2 separate regions of the Sus scrofa genome follow, and region 2 is linked to region 1. The links are chromatin contacts, called in public Hi-C maps. All regions are on one chromosome and are shown on one strand. The core of a region is the stretch at or near the end of the contact, and the rest is flanking DNA. Distances in the headings are between cores, read along the strand shown. Region 1 overlaps TGFBR3 (transforming growth factor, beta receptor III). Region 2 overlaps CDC7 (cell division cycle 7-related protein kinase).

Region 1 (2,700 bases), core at 189-2,688:
TTTAAAAAAAAATCTTGCTTGCTTTGTATTACAAACCTGAGCACACTCTCCTGCAAGGGTTACAGACTTATAGTCCTGGGACAAGCAGAAATTCGCAAGCTGAGGCCCTAATGCCTGGCTTCTAATAACAAGAAAGGCGTCATCCCGGGACCCTGACAGCCTTTTCACGTCAGGCTTGTTGCTGTGCCTGCTCGTGAGGGAAAAAGGTGTTTTTAAGATTAGCGGAAATCTCAAGATGTAAGCCACAGCTTCTTCCAACCTCATTCGCTCTTGGGACTTCTGTGCTGCGATTACTGTTTTTCAGCCACTTAGCAGTAAAATCAGGAAAGAAATTATGCAGATGTGTGTGTCGGAGTGAAGGTGGGGGGCTGAAGGAGATGCTGGCCTGCAAGGCCGAGTTTCCAATATGTGGGGCATATCTGTACTCAAAACGTATTCAGTGTTTACCTAAAATTCAAATTTAACTAAGTGTCCTATATCTTATCTGGTAGTTCCACCCAGAGGAAGCTCAGATTTTTGTTTCTAGTTCACACTCTGGCCTGGGTGTCAGGAGGCCCAAGCACTAGTTGGTTCTGCCACTAAGTAGTTATATTTCAATCACTGGACTAGTCTCGGCTCTGCCACTAAGTAGATATGCTCCCATTGCTGGACTAGTCTTGGTTCTGCTCCTAGCTAGTTACACTCCGATCACTGGACTAGCCTTGGTTCTGTCCCTAAGTAGTTATACTTCAATCTCTGGACTAGTCTTGGTTCTGCCCCTAACTAGTTAGGCTTCAGTCACAGGACAAAGTCACTTAACTCCCCAGGCCTCAGCTTCCTCATCTCTAAATCGAGGTGCTGGTACCACTCAGTCTCTCGAGTTCCTCCCAAACTCTCGTTCTTTGATAGTACAACTGCTAGATATTAGAGCCCCGTTTAATTGGAAACAGAAAATGGCAAATCTGAATGTTGCCTCTTCAGCAAATCCAAGTAAATACCAGGGCAGGGCCACTGAAATAAATGAGAGAAACTGAACTCTCTGCTTTTGGCTTAGGATTAAAAACAAATAAAAATTTAATCCTAATGAAAAATGTAAATTAATACCAGGAACAAGCTTAATATTTAAAGCCTCGTTTTGTGTTTCTGAGCGGGGTGGCTGGGTGGGTGAAGCAGCTGAGGTTGCCAAAGTCGGTCTGTTCCTTTTACTTAAACTTGGGGAGAAAAAGGGCCAAATATTTTGGGCCCCTGCCACCAAACCACAGGCAGTTCTCTGGTCTGCACTGCAGTTTGGATGCCTGACAAGGCTCAGTGAAAAACAAGTGCTATTTGTTTTCCTGTGCCCAGTATTTAACTGGAAATCAGAAGGCCAAATTTCCAATCAGTTGTTAAATAGCCCCAGATGTGTGCTTAGCGCGGCTCTAGGAAGGGCCACGCACGCCCGCACCACCGCGCATGCCCACAGCCTCCTTTCCTGAATCCAAGGGATGTGTGGCTGCGCGCTGAGCGTCCAGGATGCCCTCGCAAGAACTCAGACATTCAAGTTTGCTTGTAGAGGAGGGAACTTTAAAATTTTGTCCTGAATTCTCTCCTGGGCTGCATTTAAACACCCGGGAATGCTTTTTTTCTTTTCGAATTTCCTCCTTTCCGTCGTTCGGCCGTTCCCCGCCCCCGTGGAGGACAGCGTGGCGTGCGCGCCCCTGGTGTGATGGGTGGTTTCCGCCTCTACCTGTGCATTCCCCGCCTCCGCCAGTTTCCGGTGCCCGCAGGACCCTGGGCGCTGCGCTGACCGGGGGCTCCAGGTTGCAGGGGGCTGCTGGATCGCCTGTCCTGAGGGGCTGCCTGTGATCTGGGAGAGATGGTTACAGATCGGAAGTCCACTGGATCCTGAAATTGGAGACAGTCCTATTCCACGTGCAGCCAGGGCAGCTCCCTCTGGGGTGAGGGAGGAGCACTGCGTGGTAGCTGGTCAGGGTTGCAGCCGGGCATGGCTTTGGGGCTCAACCAGAAGGGGCATCCGTGTGTACCCGGAGTCTGGTTGTAACATTTTGGATTTTCCCGTGAGGTCTTTCCCCAAATAAATGCTCTCTTAAAAAAAGGCAGATGAAATCTAAACGTTTCAAGATTGGTTCTTCGTTTTTCTTTTTTAAAAACGTCTCTTGTGGAATGACTCACTGTGCTCTGTGGGATGATCTGAGTGGTTGTGTACCGGGCAGTTTTGCTCCAGAGGCTGCTTATCTGTTGGTTTTGTGGCTTGTCCATAAGAGCCTTAATTATAAGGGGCTTGATCCTCTCATGAACTAGGGTCAGTCAACTACCCGACTTCCTAGGAGCGAGTTTCTGGCTCTTTTGTGGTGAGAGCTCTTCCTAAATGTCACTGTGGTAATTAGCACCTTGGAAAGAGGCCAGTTTCAGCTGGTAATTCTGGTCCAGAAAGAGTTTTCGAAAGCCTTGCTAGAATTTATCCTAAGCGGTTGTATGAAAGCTGGGAAATGTTGCCAGAGAGTGGCCCCCTGGCCCTACGAGGCTTCCTGGGCGTGTTCTTCCAAATCAAGACGTCCTGTCCTGAAGGGTTCATAGACTTTTCCTGCCTCTGCTGGACGTGCTGGGTCACGTCTGTGTGGGGGAAGGTTGGTGTTGCTTTGTGTCGAATCCCTGCTGTCCTTTAAGGCTTTACTGGGTAAGGCTGATCTGGTAATCTGATGAATCTGCCCTTCCCAAGCC
Region 2 (2,700 bases), core at 152-2,651, 180 kb after region 1:
AGAATGATCAGATGGCTCTTTCGTTTTCTGATTTGTGCCTCTCACCCCCGCAGTTTTGTTATGACTCCTCTGATTTCAGGATGTCAAAAGCCCATCCCCTTCATCTTCTTGGTTCCCTACTAGAGTGAGTGACCTTGGCCTCCTCTAAATCGAGAACTAGAGATGAATCTAGAAGCTATTTATTCTCCACTTCCCTTCATAAGATAGGATTAAGTTTTCTAGTGCAAAACCTGTCGTCTTCCTCAAAGATTTGTCGTAGCAGGGTTCAAGCTGGAATCTGCCTAAGGACTAACACAGCATCATCTGTTAAATGTATTGTTTTTAATTATGATTGCTCTTTAGAGCTGCACCTGGGGCATATGGAGGTTCCCAGGCTAGGGGTTGAATTGGAGCTGCAGCTGCCGGCCTACGCCACTGCCACAGAAACACCAGATGCGAACTGCGTTTGCAACCTACGCCACACTCATGGCAAGAGCTGGATCCCCAACCCACTGAGCGAGGCCAGGGATTAAACCCACATCCTCATGGATACTTGTCGGGTTCACTTCTGCTGAGCCAAGACAGGAACTCCCATGCGTTCAACTTTTTTTTTGTCTAGGGCTGCTCCCGCAGCATGTGGAGATTCCCAAGCCAGGGGTCAAATTGGAGTTGTAGCCGCGTCTGCGACCTACGCCACAGCTCACAGCAACACCGGATCCTTAACCTACTGAGTGAGGCCAGGGATCGAACCTGTAACCTCATGGTTCCCAGTCAGATTCGTTAACCACTGAGCCACGACGGGACTCCCATGTGTTAAACTTGAAAGGGCACATTCTGCACGTGCTGAATGTTTCCATCAAGTCCCAAACCATTAGGACACTTTGTGATCATCCCTCCTGGCAGGTAAAAGCATTGAACACACTCTGCAAATAAGCCTTCTTTGCTCATCCTTTTGAATTTTTCACATAGTTAATTTTTTAAAGTACTCAAAAGAGGGGTTAGGGAAATTCTATTCTCTTAGTTCACTTTCTTCTATTGAGGAAAAAAAATAAAATTAGCCGTCTGATTGAGCTCAAACTTTCTGGCAATCACTTTTCTGATCTTTATAATTTTCTCGCCCAACCGGTGACTGCGTTCTGAAGACCATGCCTCTGCCCTTCGGCATCTGAAATGTCATTATTTACTATATACCAGCCTTAGCACTGACCTTTGCGGTTAGTTTGCTGAAAACCTTACAGTAATTTGACCCAGCTTTAATGACTTCTGATTACTTATCTCGTACACGGGTGATAAAATCCACCTTTCAAGAGAGGGAGACAGTTCACACACACAATTTGACAAAATTAGGGAGTGGTAACATGGGTTCTAAGGACACAGGAAAAACTGAAGCGAGAACTGCCGTTTCTGCCTGGTGTTAGATAGTGCTCTTTAGAGAGCACAGACAGCGTGCACAGATGTGGGCGGAAACAGGACATCTGTAGACACTGGCAGACAGCATCCCCCGCCAAATTTGGCCACAGTTTCTTAAGATAAATAACTTTTCGGTGACGCGTGGGGCTGAAATTACACAAACAGCAGAAATTACTAAGACCGAAGCCTACAAGTTTAGTGGGTTTCAAGATTTTATGCAATCAATATTCTGACATCTGTAACACCATTCTGTTGCTAAAATGCTGAGGCCAAAACCTGGAGATTTAATAATGTTGCTTAATGACTTTTGTTCAGATTTTGAAACTCACTAGGTTTAATTCTTTGGAATAACCACCCTTGAGCCACATTTTTATTTAGGTCATTAAGAGAACCATCGTCATCTCCTTAAAAGGAAAAGTTTCATTAAAAAGGCTAGAGAGCTGCTGCCTGTCTCGAAAACCAATACTTGTAGCTTGTTATATTAATAGTTCTAAATGTCCAAGCCTTATTAAATGAAAACAACCCTAACAGTTTTATCTCAAGCGTCTGGGCAATAAGAATTTTAAAAAGCTGACAAGGAAACATAGCTGAATATTCCGGGAACTTCCATTGTAACGGGAAATGGCATTAACTAGTTCCCTTCGCAATCTTCCCCTAGAAAGGACTGTTCGGGCTGATTTCTTTTAGGGAGCCATCTGCCCTTATAAATAGTATTCAGAAGGCTGAAGGACCCGAAGACGCTCTGCTGATTTTTATCTCCCTAACACCCCAAACAGAGGCAGCCCTCCCTAGCAGGACTGAAATTCCCCGCGAACTAATTTGTAACACTGGATAGCTTTTAAAACATTAGCTCGCCCTACCTTCCCTTGCTTATCAACCAAATTCTACTCAAAAACATTAACGGAAGGTTGAAACAACAGCCCTGAATAGTCAACTTTTTTAGAGACTGTCTCTTTACCTGAATGTCTGCTAAGTTTTTTCCTGTTAATTTTCTGAGAGTCTGTTAGCGTGATTGTGAGCCACATTTCTATGAAAAACATCTTATCTCTCATGTGTTACTCGGGTCAGTGTCTGCTATCCTACTACCTACTATTTGCTGAAGAAAGAATTTATCAGTCTCCGAAGGAAAATACTCCTTAGTGGCCAGTACTTTATTTTGCTTTTTAGGACTCCATCTGCGGCACATGGATATTCCCAGGCTAGGCGTCGAATCAGAGCCACAGCCACACAGGACCCGAGCCATGTCTGAGACCTGCACCACAGCTCATGGCAACGTGGGGTCCTAAACCCACTGAATGAGGCCAGGGATTA

What was found. A called contact is a pair of places that touch in the nucleus more often than the background predicts.
Region 2: a contact with region 1 is called in a Hi-C map of retroperitoneal adipose tissue, with 1.7 times the contacts expected there. A contact is called at or near these places in 1 of 47 Hi-C or Micro-C datasets (retroperitoneal adipose tissue) and 2 of 2 datasets of targeted methods (alveolar macrophages and skeletal muscle).

Annotation. Positions count from the first base shown.
Region 1 is chr4:125,246,238-125,248,937 of Sscrofa11.1, forward strand. All of the region lies in intron 3 of TGFBR3 (transforming growth factor, beta receptor III), which reads left to right. Among named protein-coding and RNA genes, the nearest start is that of TGFBR3, 110 kb to the left of the region's middle.
Region 2 is chr4:125,429,755-125,432,454 of Sscrofa11.1, forward strand. CDC7 (cell division cycle 7-related protein kinase) reads right to left here. Exons shown (of 12, transcript XM_013997381.2): 12 at 1,700-2,700. Among named protein-coding and RNA genes, the nearest start is that of CDC7, 28 kb to the right of the region's middle.